Linked DNA regions of Mus musculus: all the other regions are linked to region 3. Evidence: chromatin contacts called from public Hi-C, HiCAR-type and promoter capture Hi-C data. All regions are on one chromosome and are shown on one strand. Each heading gives the region's core, a stretch centred on a gene start, on an enhancer-like site or on the middle of the called end of the contact. The rest is flanking DNA. Distances are from core to core; before and after follow the strand shown.

Region 1 (2,700 bases), core at 96-2,595, 1.1 Mb before region 3:
GCATATCATGGGGCAGGGGGATCAGTATCTCAACTAGACATCATATACTACCACATACAACTCCCAGCACCAGGAGTGAGTAACATCATTTTGAATTATTGGCCAAAGGGATCCCATAGACCCCCACAAACATTGCAGGGTATTGCTCCTCCACGACCGGACAGTAAGCCCCTATTGCTGAAGGCTACAAATATTTATAGAGTATCAAGGGGTCCAGATGGTCCTTAAGTGGAAACTTTACTCCTACTGGCTAGTGTTCACATAATAATCCTTTATGATATTCTCAAAATAAAGTATAGGCTTGGGAATTCTGTCCCTATTTTGACTGCTCAGGTCTTCCAATCCCCTTACTGAGGATTCCCATGTGTATGTAAACTGTAGTATCCAGTGGAAAGACAAATGAGTTCATTCTTGGCGCATCTAATCTTTGTCCCTTCCCTCCCCACCCACCTGTTGTTCCATAAAGCGCAGGAGAGGGTGAGAGAGAACAAAAGAGGGTCAGCGGAAAGGACTGGTTACAGAATTGCAGCACTGAGCAGGGAGCAAAGGATACATTTGCTCCAAGTACAAACTGAAATACTGGCTACATTTTATTGTAACCAGAGGAGGGGTGGGGGGTGGGGGTGGGGTGAGGGGGCAATGGAAATGCTAACTACTTGCATTGTCTAAGTAAGAACATTTGCTTGCCATGTATGCTGTCTGTATTCATCAAAGTTTTCCCCTATCCTTCATTTACACTCTAAAACAAATGATTTTTTTTTTCTTTTGCAAGGAGAACAAGAATGTGGATTGCGTCATAGTAAACGCTGTTTATAGACGTAACATTAACAAGTTCCATTCGGCCACTTGCAGAGACAACGGTAAAGCAGAAGCCCAAATTTTCATAAGTCTCTTGTTTATGCTCATATCTTGCACTGTTTACTGTCTTCCAAACACCAGAACCAAGCACAGTGTCTGGCTTTCAGAGAGATTAACTATCATTTACTAAGTAAATGAGTGAACAATGTTTATAAACTGGGGTAGCACTGACATTCGTCCTTTGGTTTTTGGTTATTATGTTGTAGGTTACATGTACCATGTTGTTCTTACACATTGGTAAACATGAGAAACAGATTTAAATCTGGAGCCAGACCCTCTGTGTTTCTTAAGACCATTTCCTCATCTTTCGTGTTTATCAGTTAGCACAACAGTTCTTGTTAGAGGGTGGCTTTATTAGGCAAAGTGACTCAAAATGAAGAAGTCTCAGTCCCGGGTAACTTTTTTTTTTTTAAAGTCAGACCCAAACGGAAGTGAGTATGAGGTGAATCTCAGGAACTTGAAGTAGAGCAGAGATGAGAAGCAGGAAGCAACATACTATCAAGCTACCGATGGGAACACATTTGTGTCATGTGAGTAGACATGACAGAAACAGCTTTCCTTAAATTATTTGTGGCAATAGTGATCACCTTCATTTTAGTCCTGCCAGAATTTTTCAAGACACCAAAAGGTAAGTAAACCATTGCAATCCAGCTCTCGTTTCTTACTTTAGAGCACATTGTCAGCGAGTGGTGACAGACGAGATCTTTTGGGGTGTATGCAGCATGAGCTGAAGTTCGGTGAGTGAACTGCCTTAAGTGAAACGAGATACCAATTTTTAGTTGCCTGTTATCTAGCATAGTGGCCTTAGGACTTAGTTATGTTACAATTGAAAATGTAAAGAAATATTTAAAGTCTGATTTTCGATTCCAGACACGGGACTTAAGAGAATAGCATCTTATGAGTTTGTTCTTTGAAACTGTTTCCTTCTTTCAAAATAATCATATATATCTGCTTTTATATTCTGGAACTTACTAAGGGAACGGACATTTATTTATTTTAAAATGAGCCATTTGATCACAAGGTGAGACTAATAATTTCCTGCTGATCTTAGAAAAATAGGAGTAAATTTTAGTATTTTTAATATGCAGTAAAACCAGATGGGTACAAATATAGGCAGGTATGTGTGTGTTTGGGAGCATTGGGAACAAGGCAAAACCCACTCTGAGAGCCCTTCAAAGAATTGTTATATATTTGTTGAAACTTCAGGGTAGAGAAACAAAAAAATAAGGGAATTTAAATTATTTTTTATATATTATTAAAAGATTGGAAAACATGTTATTGTGGGTGTTTAAGTGATAATTGTGTTCATTAGCCTTTAATAAGAAGGTTAAAAAAAAAACTCCACTGTTCTATTACTAAATAGGAATCATATAAATTTACGAAAACTAGAGAAAAACTTATATTTGATATCTCGCTGCAATGAATATTTATTGTCGAATATATGCAAAGATATGTATTCAGATAAAAATACTTTTGCTAATTATATTTGATGACATACTGCAATGATTATTTAATGTTGCATATTAAATGATGCTAAGTAGCCAGATAAAAATATTTTTGCTAAATAAACACTGTAACTGCAATTTTTACGAATGATCGAATTAAAATTTTTTTCTTTTGGTTTGGTTTTTTAAAAATATATATATATTGAGCACGTATAGTGTATATTTTTGATACTTATTTTCACCCGCTGAAAATGTGTCCTAAAGAAAATAGAATAAAGACAAGTTATTTTTAAGATATTTTGGGCTTAGAGTAGCAACATGTTTTTAGCTATCTAAGCTAGGCCTTCTCTGTGTTTATATTCCTATTACTTTGACCAATTAGTTTGCATCTAATGAA
Region 2 (2,700 bases), core at 150-2,649, 1.2 Mb after region 3:
TTCCGAGAAGGATTTAAGAAGGCTAATGAAGATTGGGGGTGTGGAGGTGGTGGTGGGAATATATGAGCGCTGTTAGGAGAGAAAGAAAAAGAAACCGGGAGCAAAGGGGGAAGATGAGTCCGGGAAAGAGCAACTCACAGAAAATTTGTAATAAATGGCGTGGAAAGTAAAACTAAAAGCAAAATAAATTAATAAATTAAAAATAAAGAAATAAAAAGAAAGAAACAAAGATTAAACAAAAGAAAAATAACACAGACAAAAAGAATTCTGCAAGTCTTTTGGGAGAAAATGAAGGCAATTTGCCCAGGGCCTTCTTGTGAAACCTTCTGTGTAAAGGATGCTGCAGCTCAAGCCCCTCTTTACCCCCGGAAAGATGGTGGTTTTGGATGGCAGTTGGTGATGTGGACTCGTGAAGGCCTGAGCTCCTGGGAAGCCTCTCACCCTGTGAGCTTCACCCATTAGCTTATTTTCATAATAAGGTCCGCATCACTGTAATTGCTTCACTTTCGTCAACAGATACAGCAGGAAGATAAGTAAGTACTTTCATGTTTTGAGGGAGAAACTCAGGTAGGTAATCTATTAAAAACAAACAACAAACTCAAAACAGGAGTATGAAGCAGGTCAGCAAGGATCCTGCTTGTTCTCAGGTAGGTTTCTGGGATTCTCTCTCTCTCTCTCTTTTTGTTTTTCTCATTGTATCACCAAGATCATTTAAGGACTGATTCAAAGACAGAAAGGCCTTCCAGACTCAAACAACCCCCAGGTTTGAGACCTAGTTTCCCAGAGATAAGTGTTCCTCAGGCCATTGGGTGTTATGCTCCTCCTCCTGAGATTCATCTAAAAAAAGGGATCTTAGAATTTGGTCGTAGCGGTGACTGGGGAGAATCCGACTTTGGGTTTGGTGGATATACTTATTCCTGGAACCTAGGCAAAAGGGTGTCCTAGATGTGTGTGAAGTTTGGGAAACACTGAGGCTACAGGGAAAGTTCTGGGTAGTGTAGCGCTTCTGCATTCAGAGGCGGCAGGATCCACCCCACTGGCCACCCGCCCAGGTCAGCGCACACAGTCCCAGCAACGTGTATCTGTAACCCAGCGAGGGTCTCAGCGGGAGGGTGGCAGGGCCAATCCCCCGCCCCGGGGGGACGCGCCCTTCCAGGGTCGCCACTGGGCAGACGCGCTCCAGGTGGCCTGGGCGGCAGGCGCGGCCGAGCGGCAGGCGGGCTGACTCAGCTGCGCAACAATGCTGCCGAACCGGGACGGCCTGCCCCGCCGCCCCCGCCGTTGAGCTCGGGCCGCCCCCGCCGGCCGCGGATCCCCGCCCCCGGGGCTCGGGAGGAAGCAGCCGGGCGCGGCGCCGAGCACCTGGGCGGCCCGGGCAGGCGCGGCTTCCGGGGCTGCGCGCTCGCCCGCGGAGCCCAGCCGCGCTCCCGCCTCCAGGTGCGGCGCGGGGTCCGCCCGCTCGCCGCCGGGGACAGCGCCCCACGGGGACGAGCCGGCGCTGCGCTGCCGGGGCTCGCGGGCCGCGCGCGAGCGAGGCGAGTCCCCGGGGTGCGCTGGCCGCGGTCCGGTCCCGGGTGCGAGAACGCAGCGCTTCGGGACGCGTGGAGTGCTCGGGCGGCTCTGGATTGTGTCGCTCGGATTGCGCGTCCCGCGAGTGGGCGTCGGAAGAGAAACCAAAGGCGGTAAGTGATTAGAAAGCTGCGCTTGCTTCTGGGATTTGACCCGCACGATTGACAGTCCAGTCAATCAGACTGTCTCATCCCCCTCTGCCCCCGACCAAAAACTGCCTGGGCAAGTTCCAGGCGCTGAGTTCTTTTCTCGGTGGAGGTAATGACTTGGGGCTCTGTGCTCCCCCCTGCACCCCCCACACCCTTCTGGTTACACACTTAAGGGCAGCCCTGTTAATTAACTTTAATTACAATCATTCGGCCTCCACCTGCTTGAACCTAGCACTGTACCAGGGGACCTCTCTGGAGTGCGGTTACCAGGCAGCTCTTTCACCTTTAGTGTGGGAAGCAGTTCTCATGGGAGAATTGGTGTCCATCTATTAATTGAAGTAAGTTTTTATTTTACTTCATTCTGATGTTTTCTTTAGTCTTGGTTTTCTTGGTGGCGATCTGGAGTTTCTTTGACTTGGAAGGTTTGTGAAATTATATTGTGAACAATAGCCTTTGATATTTAGAAAAAAATACAAGAAGTGATAAGATACGCTGTGTGGAAAACTGTCTCAGGCTCTTGTAAGTTAGATGAGAGATACCAAGTTTGTCCTTGAAGTATAGGACACTTAGTAGCACATAAGTTTATTTTTTTTTTTAAGTATTGGAATACGCTATTTTTAAAAGTACATTTAATCGGATGTCATTGTTATTCCCAATAATAGCTTTGTACTTACAAGCCCAGTATCGATTCTCTTCACTTAAGCTTTGTGCACCAGAAGTGTATGGAGCATTGCCTGTAAGTGGAAGGTGGCTATGGATGAGGTAACTTTTTTAAAGGCAAGGAATAACGACAAGATTTTTATTCATGACTTTTATACACTTACAAGAGAAATATGGAAGGCAAAGGCACTTGGTATTCCACTGTTTAACAATGTTTAATAGAGAGAAAATAAAAGTGGGTCGTGCAAGTAGGCTATATCCTAAAATGGAAATATCCCCTGGCTCCTGTCCAAGGAGAGATTGAACACATATTTAAGGTGGG
Region 3 (2,700 bases), core at 128-2,627:
GCCCTACAGACTTGCCTACAACCTGATCTTATGGAGATATTTTTTTCCAATTGAGGTTCTCAGACAAATCTCTAGTTTGTGTTGAGTTGACAAACAAAACAAAACAAAACAAAAAAAAAACTGGCCAGCACAATGTCTTTCCTCTGCATTCTTTCTCAGACCTTTCCCTTTGATACATTTGTCAGACTACAGGATGTGCCACAAATTGTGCATAGGATCCATAGTTCCTGTCTTTGACTCAAAGGGCAGGGCCTCCAACCTTCAGCTTCTCTCCCTGGTAATTCTCACATCATTGCTATTTGTAACAGAAGGGTGGAGGGTGTTAGAGAGGAGAAATAACTCCCCCTTGAGCATTAGAGGCCACCAGTCAGTTTACAGAAGGGGCTGAAGACCCACCCTCCATTCAGCTCACATCTGTCAGGACTGGGCTTTAAGGACCTTGTGTGGAGTCTCCACGGATTAGTTAAAACGAGGCTATTGGTTAGTTAAAAGGAAGCTAGTCAGAAAAAGGTACATTCCCCTTTAACAACTACTTCTGCCCTCTTAGTGCATGCTGTCCTTGAGCCAGGAGCTGAGATTAAACCTGCAAGCAAACACTGGAGATACATGGATCATGGTGGCCCAGGTCATGCAGACTTCATGAGCTCACTTCCTGGCCGGTGACATGGGGATAATACTCACCTTACCGAGCTGATGTGAGGATATGAAGACAGAAGTGACTGGAAAGTTGAAGAATTGTTCCAGGGGAGTGTTTGCAAGATGATTAAAACAAAACCCAGTCCAACGCAAGCAAACAACCAGTGTGTGGGGACGTGTTCCTCAATAGAAGTAGCTTAGACAGAATGGGATGGGGACAATTAAAAAAGTTTTTTTTTTTTAATTTATTCTCCTTAATGTTTAAACGATCAACCATGACTTTGAACGTAGCATTCCTTCCTAGACCACTAACGAAGGTTAATTAACTGGGTAAAGACTCCGATTGAGAAAAAAAAAAAAAACATCGCGCCATTCTGAAACTGCTGGTCCTGTCTGCTCTCCATCCTGGGCTTCCTGGCCTAACCTCTGCCTTCCTCTTCCCGCATCTGACTAGTCCCAGGACCCAGGAGAAGGGAGTAACCCGCCCCAGCCTGAGGCTCCCGCGCAGACCCGCCACTTGGCTGGGCAGGGTTAGCCCGCCCAGCAGAGGAGGCGGAGAGGGTCAGCAGTGGGCGGGGCTCGGGGTGGGGCCACGGCTTGGGCGCGCGGCTGACGCGACCCAAGGGTTTAGAGGGGAAGCGGGAGTGACAGGAGAGGCGCGGCCTGGACTCGGGGGCGGGGTCATGCGTGCGGAGGCGGGTCCAGGCTTCAAGGGACCGGGGCGCGGCGATCAGGGGCGGGGCTTCCGTGCGGTGGGCGGGGTCCTGGCGGGTCCAGGCTGAGCGGGTAGGGGCTCGCGGGGGCCGAGCTCCTGCATTCAATCCACCCGGCAGCCCTCGAGCTGCACCGTCTACCCCGACCCGGGACGCCGCGGCCGGGGCGAGGAGGGCAGAGGGACGCGGCGATGGCTCTGTGGGGACTCCCGGGGTCCGCTGTGCTTGCTGCTTCAGTGTTCGTGGGAGGCGCTGTGAGTTCGCCGCTGGTGGCCGCCGGTGAGTGCTTTGGTCCTGGTCGGGACGCCTGGTGAGTTGGGTCTGCGCACGGAAGGGAGCCAGGGGCTCGACGAGTCGGTCGAGCCCACAACCCCGCCGCGCCCTGAGTTGCGCGCGCCCTGCTGTGCTACCGGATCTGGCTCTGAACATCTGGGTGTCCCGGGGTGGCCCGGGCAGGGTGCGGCGCGCAGCGCGGCTCCAGTCCTTCCCCACCCGCCTGCCGGGGTCCCGCCTTCCCTCCCCGCCGCTTCTAAAAAACGGCGGGACCCCAACTCGGATTCTTCAGGATGTCGCTTTCCTGGGATGCCTTCTCCCTAGCCGTGGACCCCTTTCTACTGTCCTGGTCCTCAGAGGCCTCACCAGGCGAATATCTTGACACCCGGGATAGGGTTCTGCTTTCCAGCCTCCTTCCTCGCTTTATTTTCTTCTTTCCTTTTCATTATGTTAAAGCCTTGAAAGTGCCAGTCTTTGCAGGTGGTTATGGATTCTTTTAGTAAGTCGGGAATTTCTCACTCCTTCCCATACATGCTGGATAAATTAGGCCGGGAAAGAGGAAAGACATCTATAATGTATACTGCTTTTTCTTTGTATCAAATCCTGTCATCACAAAAGGAACCTCTGTGGTCGGGGTGGAAGCCACCAAGCCGAGACGCTGAGTGCTGTCTTCAACTACAAGCCATCAGCGGGAGTTTCTAACTGAAATCTAAGAGGTCTACCTTTTACTTAAGGACGCCTTTGCCTTGTGCTCCTGTTTTTATAAGGCACACACCAGGGATTCTTAATAATTGTTTCCCCCTCTTAATTGCCACCTCGCTGCAGTACTTAAAAAAAAAAAGTTAAGCCTTCCTGGCCGTTTGGGGTTACCACAGGCTGATTCTTACGTCAGCAGGCTCTGCCAAGCTTGCCTTCAGGGGTGGCTCCTCTTCAGGCCCAAATAATAAGCAGCTGGAAGGCTTCCAACGGTGACTGTCTTCTCTATAAAATATACGTGCTGCTCTTCTTTTTGGAGAATGTTCTAGTCACTCGGAGCTTTGGAGCCTGCTTCTCATTTGTCCTTTACTTTTTCATGGGC
Region 4 (2,700 bases), core at 181-2,680, 1.2 Mb before region 3:
ACCAATGAATGCTGGCTTTATTGGTATTTTTTCTGTTAGATGCTGATACAAATTTTGGAGATACTCGGCAAAACAAACTGTATTATCACAATGTTATTTGTTTTTTTTAAACAATTTTATTGTTGTTATAAGTTAAAAATTTGAAATTTCATTGACTTATATTATTCTTATATCAGACTGCTACATTCTAGAATACTCAGGAACATGACCCTAGATGAAAAATATTAGTTTTAAATACTGTAGATTAATCAAGCACACCCTTATCTAGGTAGATGCAGCTTAGATACTGTAGCTGAAGACTTGAATCTGAGTGACAACACAACTCCTCCAATGCTATCTGAATAAATGCCCATCTCCCGAAAGCCTGTGTCCTGGAATCGCAACTTAAGATAGAGGTGCGCTATGATGCCAAGCACACACAGGTTTTTTCCAGCACGTACACTCACTCAACGTATTCTAGACCATCTTACTTCTGCGAGTTTGGGAATACATCGTCCTTAAACCTGATTCTATTCCTTTCATGGCAGATCTGTCTTGGGCTGTAATCTTACAGGTTAGTTTTCTTCCACAGAGTTATATCGGTTCTAGGTACAACTCAGATAAAAGTTACAGCTTTCCTAGAACAGCAAAAAGGTTTGCTTGTTGCAGGTCACGGTTAACTTAACTGTAAAGAGAATAGTATTTACTCCTTTCCGACACACCAGAAAGTGAATCATGCAAAGTTATCTGCCAATTCCAATGGACACACAAGAGCTACAGTGAAGCTTTAGGAAAGCTGAAACCATTTTAAACTCGGTGTTTCCATTTCTTTGTCAGAGCAGTGCGGGGGTAAGTACCTCTGAGGTAAATCACAGGAGTGCAGCGGCTGCCCCTGTGGAATTCACAACAAACCCAATCAGAAAACCTGCGTGCAGTGGAGGACGCACACAGGTGTGCAGATTTCTCCATCATGTGTTCTAGCGACCAGGGCTCTGCATACCGGACAGGTCACAGGCCAAGTAATTCTTGATGACTGTTTTAGAGACTTTTGATTCTCCCTAGGGCTCTGGGCCAGTGGCTTGGTTTGCCCAGGATTAAGCTACAAGAAATCGGTAGCGATACCGGTAGTTCGGGCGTACTCAGATCAGGCTTCTACCAGATTCCAGAGGGCACAGGCCTCCCTCAGCCCGCTCTCCAGAGCTTCCTTTCCCTGCATCCTTACAAGCCCATCATCCCCTCCCGCCCGCTCCCGGAGCTCATTCCTCTATCCTCAGCACTTCCGCGGAGGGACAGGGACACAAACTCCTCAGAGTCGCGCTCCGAGAGTTTAGGAAATACAGAGGCTGCCACATCTTCTCAATCCGCTGGCACTTGTAAGTTATTTACCTTCATTTCAAAGGCTCCAGCGACACCCCCGTTCTTGTAAGTGCGCAGGCGCAACAGAACACCCCCGCCCCGCTACCGCGTTCTCGTCACCCAGGAGACCGTGCAAACAGCGACCAATCAGCGAGCGTGGGGCGGAGCTGCCCCCGGAGCCCTCCTTTGAGAGAGATGGGCAGGGTGGGTAGAGTCACGTGATGGAGGTGGAGCTAAGCTCCGGGAAGTTGAATGCTACGAGGGCTGGTCAACTTCCTGCCTGAGCTCTGATTGGGTGAGGCTGCGAGGCAGGCGGGCCCTATGGACAGAAAGGGTCTTGAGCTATGTGAGCAGAAACCACTGGCCTAGGAGCGGTTGTAAAGGAATTCCGGGGGGAAAAAAGCTGGACCCAGAGGTTGGCAAGTAGGAGGCAGGAATTGGCTCATGAGCCAGACGGCTTCTACAAGATCCACTTGTAAAAAAGGCTTGGAGAAACTAATGTATCATTCCTCATTTTTTTTTCTTGCAGGGTTTTTATTTTTGATTTTGCCCTAACGGAGGTGAGGTATGAGGAGTCGTTTTCTTTCAGGACCATTAAGACAATTTTAGCTAGTGTGATCGGGGAGGAATAGTTGAAAAAAATAAAGAAAAGAACTCGCCTGTAGTATTTGAGCCTGGTAAACAAGAAGTTTAGCGGAAGCTAAGCATTAAAAGTTGGCTGGAGGGAGGGAGTGGGATTCTGCACAGTAGCTAAGGTTGGCTAGCTGGGCATCATCACCTCGGGTTCCTAGAATAGAGTTGGGTAATTTTTCACAGCGACTCTCGTCCATGAGATAAAATTGTAGTCAAACCTAAAATGGCCTCAGCAAGAATACAAGATGGAGAAACTTCTGCATTGTCTTGCTCTGTCACAATAGTAACAGGCTAATCAAAAACAAACAAAAAAAAAACAAAAAACCTACATGGTTGCATCAGTAGCTATAATAACAAAGCATTTGACAAAACTGAACATAAAACAAACCCTCAAAATTCTCAAAAAACAAAACCCAACAAGAAAAAGCAAGACAACAAAACCCTGTACCATAGAAATTGTAAACAGTATCTCCAAATAGCCTAAGGCTGATGTACTTAATGCTAAGAATCTTGAAAGTAGTCCCATTAGGAACAAGGCAGGGATGTCCCCTCTTGTGACTCTTTCTCAATTCTGGTGGAAGTCCTAGTTAATGCAATAAGGAGAGAAAAAGAAGCATACTGATTGAGGAAGGAGGTGGGAAAACTGCAGATGACATGACTGAGAGTGTACAGAATCAGTAGAAGAGAGGGAGGGATGTGGGGTAGAGGTAGAGCTAATTATACCAAGCCTCC
Region 5 (2,700 bases), core at 117-2,616, 1.1 Mb after region 3:
GAACAAATGGGGAAGGACCACAGGAGCACACGTGGAATACAACAAAATCAGGTTTACTGATTCATTTGAATTAAGGAGGATATATCTAAGAGATGGTCTGTGTCTTGTTATACAAAATAAAGGAGTTATTTTAGCACACAGGAGAAGGTTTATTATTTCAATAAACACAAAACAGAGCCACATGTGCAGAGGTCAGCATCAGGTCTGCCTTGCAAAGTGCATCCTTAAATGTAAGGTGGGTGTACATCCCTATATCTAGAGATCTTTTATCTGGACAAAGACAGACACCTCAGCTGTAAATAGAGAATGCTTTTTTGTGTGAAAATTGTTTCAACCTTCCAGGCAAGAAAGAGATTTCTTTCTGACTGATTTCAAGTGGCAAAGTTTTCTTTTATTGGATGATTTGGAGAACAAAGTTTCTCAGTGTGTAAGGAAGCAGCAGTCACCTGCCCTGCAGGAGACACTTTACAGCTGTGATGTGTGGGGCTGGGTTGATTCCTGTGAAATTTGTGGCCAGCTTTGCCTGTGCCTTGCTTAATGGTGGAGCCAACTTTAGAATCTGAGCTCTTTTTTTTTCTCTTTGCATACAGGACATTTGCCTCACAAGGTTGTCTTGAGGAGAGAGAGAGGACAAATGAGTCCAGATGGCCTGACAGTATGTTCGCGTTATTTTTTCATTCATTAATTTGATAAAGAAGCCTTGAATGCCTACTATATGCCATTTTCCTTTACAAAGCTCTGGGACTGGACTGATGAATGAAAACCAAGGAATTGTGTGCAAGAATCCTCCAAGGTGACTGGGAAAAAATACACATCAACAGACAGTAGTGATTATGTACAGACAAGTTGATAGGTTGATATTTATCTTATCCTTGGAATGCAGGAAATGGAAAAACATTGTCAAATTTATAAGCTCTAAAAGACTGGTGGGGAATTAGGGAAGCAGCCCAGGGTAGAAGAAGCCCAGGGTAGAAGAGAAAGGACTCTGAAAAACAGAATCGTCTATGGTCTTATCTGTTATTCTGTTTGTTTTGGATTTTTGAGGCAGGGTCTTCCTGTGTTGCTCAGGCTGGACTTGAACTGGTCACCCTGGTGTCCCAGCTTCCAGATTACTAGTATCCAACCCAGGTGCTACCCTGACCAGCTGAACCTCTAAGTATCAAATCAAGTTGCATTTTTTTTCCTTCTCATATGAGTAACCAAGAAGGAAATATTTACAGTTGAGCATGCAGTCAAGGAGCCTAAGTTCTGTGTAATAGGAATATGTCGGTGAGCAAGAAACAAGAGCCTGACCTTTATGAGTGTGTGCACAGAAGAGGGTGCTGACTCCCAAGATGCCAGCAAGGGTAACAAGCAAGTAGACTACTTAATACATTAGATGATAAGCTGGGGAGGACTGGAAGAGGTTGTGAGTCAGGGATCAAAGGACTGACATGTCATCTCTGCAAAAGTGCACAGCCTGCTGTGGCTTTCTGAGAAGTTAGATTACAGAAGGAATGCATGGCTAAGCAACTGGGAATCCCCCAGCCTACATGAATCCGTACATTGACCTTATGCTCTATTTCCTTCTTGCCCCATACTGTTGCCCTTTTAACTTTAAGGAGGATGACTCTAGCCATTAATAAGCATCTCACTCCATCGAACAGTTCCTGTCCCCTCACTGAGAAAGAGGAATATCTAAATATTTAGATTCCCATCTCTCTATTCACTCTCCACATCAAGCCAAAGATTGATTCAAGTGACTCATTCTTACCACATTTACCTTCTCAACCACCTATCCCTCTGCTTGTGAGCAGAACACTGTGGAGAGCTGTTTAAATGCGTGGATTTCATAAGCCAGTTCAGGTTAGATTCTTTTAAAACAATATTGCACTTAAAATATCATAACAACCTTCTAAGAAGAACTAGTTTAGAAAAACAGATCTTTCCCACAGAAGTTAACTCCTCTGAAGACTGAATTATGATGTTCTCAAGGCATACATTGCTTTTTAAATAAAGCCTTTTCTATTTTTCTCTGAAATACTTTGGAATTTTATACTCCAGACACACCCATTTAATCAGGTGACACTGATTAAGCACCGTAGATTTTGGTAGTTTGAATAATAAATGTTAATTTTATTTGATTTGTAAAACAATGTGCTTAATAAAGAGCAGGATAAAATTGATAATAGGCTTTTTCACTTGTGAAGTTGGTGATTAATGTAAATGATAGATCATCCTTAATCCTGTTTGGTATCAAACAATCAGCAAGTCTAAATTAACATATATATACTAAAGAATATGCAAAGAATTTTCACAATAATAGTGTATATGACTGTCTGAAAGGAGAACTTATTTCTGTGTCAGTCTACAATAGACTATTATGAGTAATGTTGTGGTGGTGCACACCTTTAATCTCAGCACTTCGGAGGCAGAGGCAGGAGGATTTCTGTGAGTTAAAGAGCAGTCTTATCTACAGAGTAAGGTCTAGGACAGACAGAGCTACACAAAGAAATACTGGCTAGAAAAAAACAAGAAAAAAAAAGAACACATGTGTAATTTTATTTTTTCCCATAATGAATTATTGAGCAATAATGCAAATGAACAAATTATGGCCATACACAGCAACATTAGTGCATTTCAACAAAACAAAGCAAACATCAGAGAATACATGTTATATTTTCCAACTCAAACATTTTTTATAATTAATTATGATATGAT

What was found. Promoter capture Hi-C pulls out the DNA fragments that hold promoters and counts their contacts. Hi-C and Micro-C count contacts between places; a contact is called where the count stands out from the background. HiCAR-type assays count read pairs that join an accessible place to other places.
Region 1: a promoter capture Hi-C map of hematopoietic stem and progenitor cells shows a contact between it and region 3, with 2.6 times the contacts expected there. The contact joins the promoter of Tmem156 here to the promoter of Rell1 in region 3. A contact is called at or near these places in 5 of 39 promoter capture datasets (hematopoietic stem and progenitor cells, liver, neutrophils and 1 more), 1 of 484 Hi-C or Micro-C datasets (embryonic stem cells) and 1 of 9 other capture datasets (adipose tissue).
Region 2: a HiCAR-type map of astrocytes shows a contact between it and region 3, with 3 times the contacts expected there. The contact joins the promoter of Arap2 here to the promoter of Rell1 in region 3. A contact is called at or near these places in 2 of 39 promoter capture datasets (hippocampal neurons and pre-B cells) and 1 of 115 datasets of contacts at active chromatin or transcription factors (astrocytes).
Region 4: a promoter capture Hi-C map of pre-B cells shows a contact between it and region 3, with 3 times the contacts expected there. The contact joins the promoter of Wdr19 here to the promoter of Rell1 in region 3. A contact is called at or near these places in 3 of 39 promoter capture datasets (cranial neural crest, liver and pre-B cells), 1 of 484 Hi-C or Micro-C datasets (uterus) and 2 of 9 other capture datasets (adipose tissue and embryonic stem cells).
Region 5: a Hi-C map of Th1 cells shows a contact between it and region 3, with 4 times the contacts expected there. The contact joins the enhancer-like site here to the promoter of Rell1 in region 3. A contact is called at or near these places in 2 of 39 promoter capture datasets (the C10 cell line and hippocampal neurons), 1 of 484 Hi-C or Micro-C datasets (Th1 cells) and 2 of 115 datasets of contacts at active chromatin or transcription factors (the 230-238 cell line and astrocytes).

What each region holds. Positions count from the first base shown.
Region 1 is chr5:65,090,254-65,092,953 of GRCm38.p6, reverse strand. Tmem156 (transmembrane protein 156) reads left to right here and starts at 1,345. Exons shown (of 6, transcript NM_001370814.1): 1 at 1,345-1,486. The coding sequence starts at 1,399.
Region 2 is chr5:62,764,876-62,767,575 of GRCm38.p6, reverse strand. It overlaps Arap2 (ArfGAP with RhoGAP domain, ankyrin repeat and PH domain 2), which reads left to right and starts at 1,399. Exons shown (of 33, transcript NM_178407.3): 1 at 1,399-1,682.
Region 3 is chr5:63,967,574-63,970,273 of GRCm38.p6, reverse strand. Rell1 (RELT-like 1) reads left to right here and starts at 1,377. Exons shown (of 7, transcript NM_145923.4): 1 at 1,377-1,628. The coding sequence starts at 1,541.
Region 4 is chr5:65,198,426-65,201,125 of GRCm38.p6, reverse strand. Wdr19 (WD repeat domain 19) reads right to left here and starts at 1,430. Exons shown (of 37, transcript NM_153391.2): 1 at 1,366-1,430. The coding sequence starts at 1,371.
Region 5 is chr5:62,892,022-62,894,721 of GRCm38.p6, reverse strand. No RefSeq gene overlaps it. Among named protein-coding and RNA genes, the nearest start is that of Dthd1, 82 kb to the right of the region's middle. Within about 2 kb of position 1,366, at least 10 of the 459 cell types and tissues checked have an H3K27ac peak or open chromatin away from gene starts, as enhancers often do. A contact at or near this core is called in Th1 cells, where this site is marked.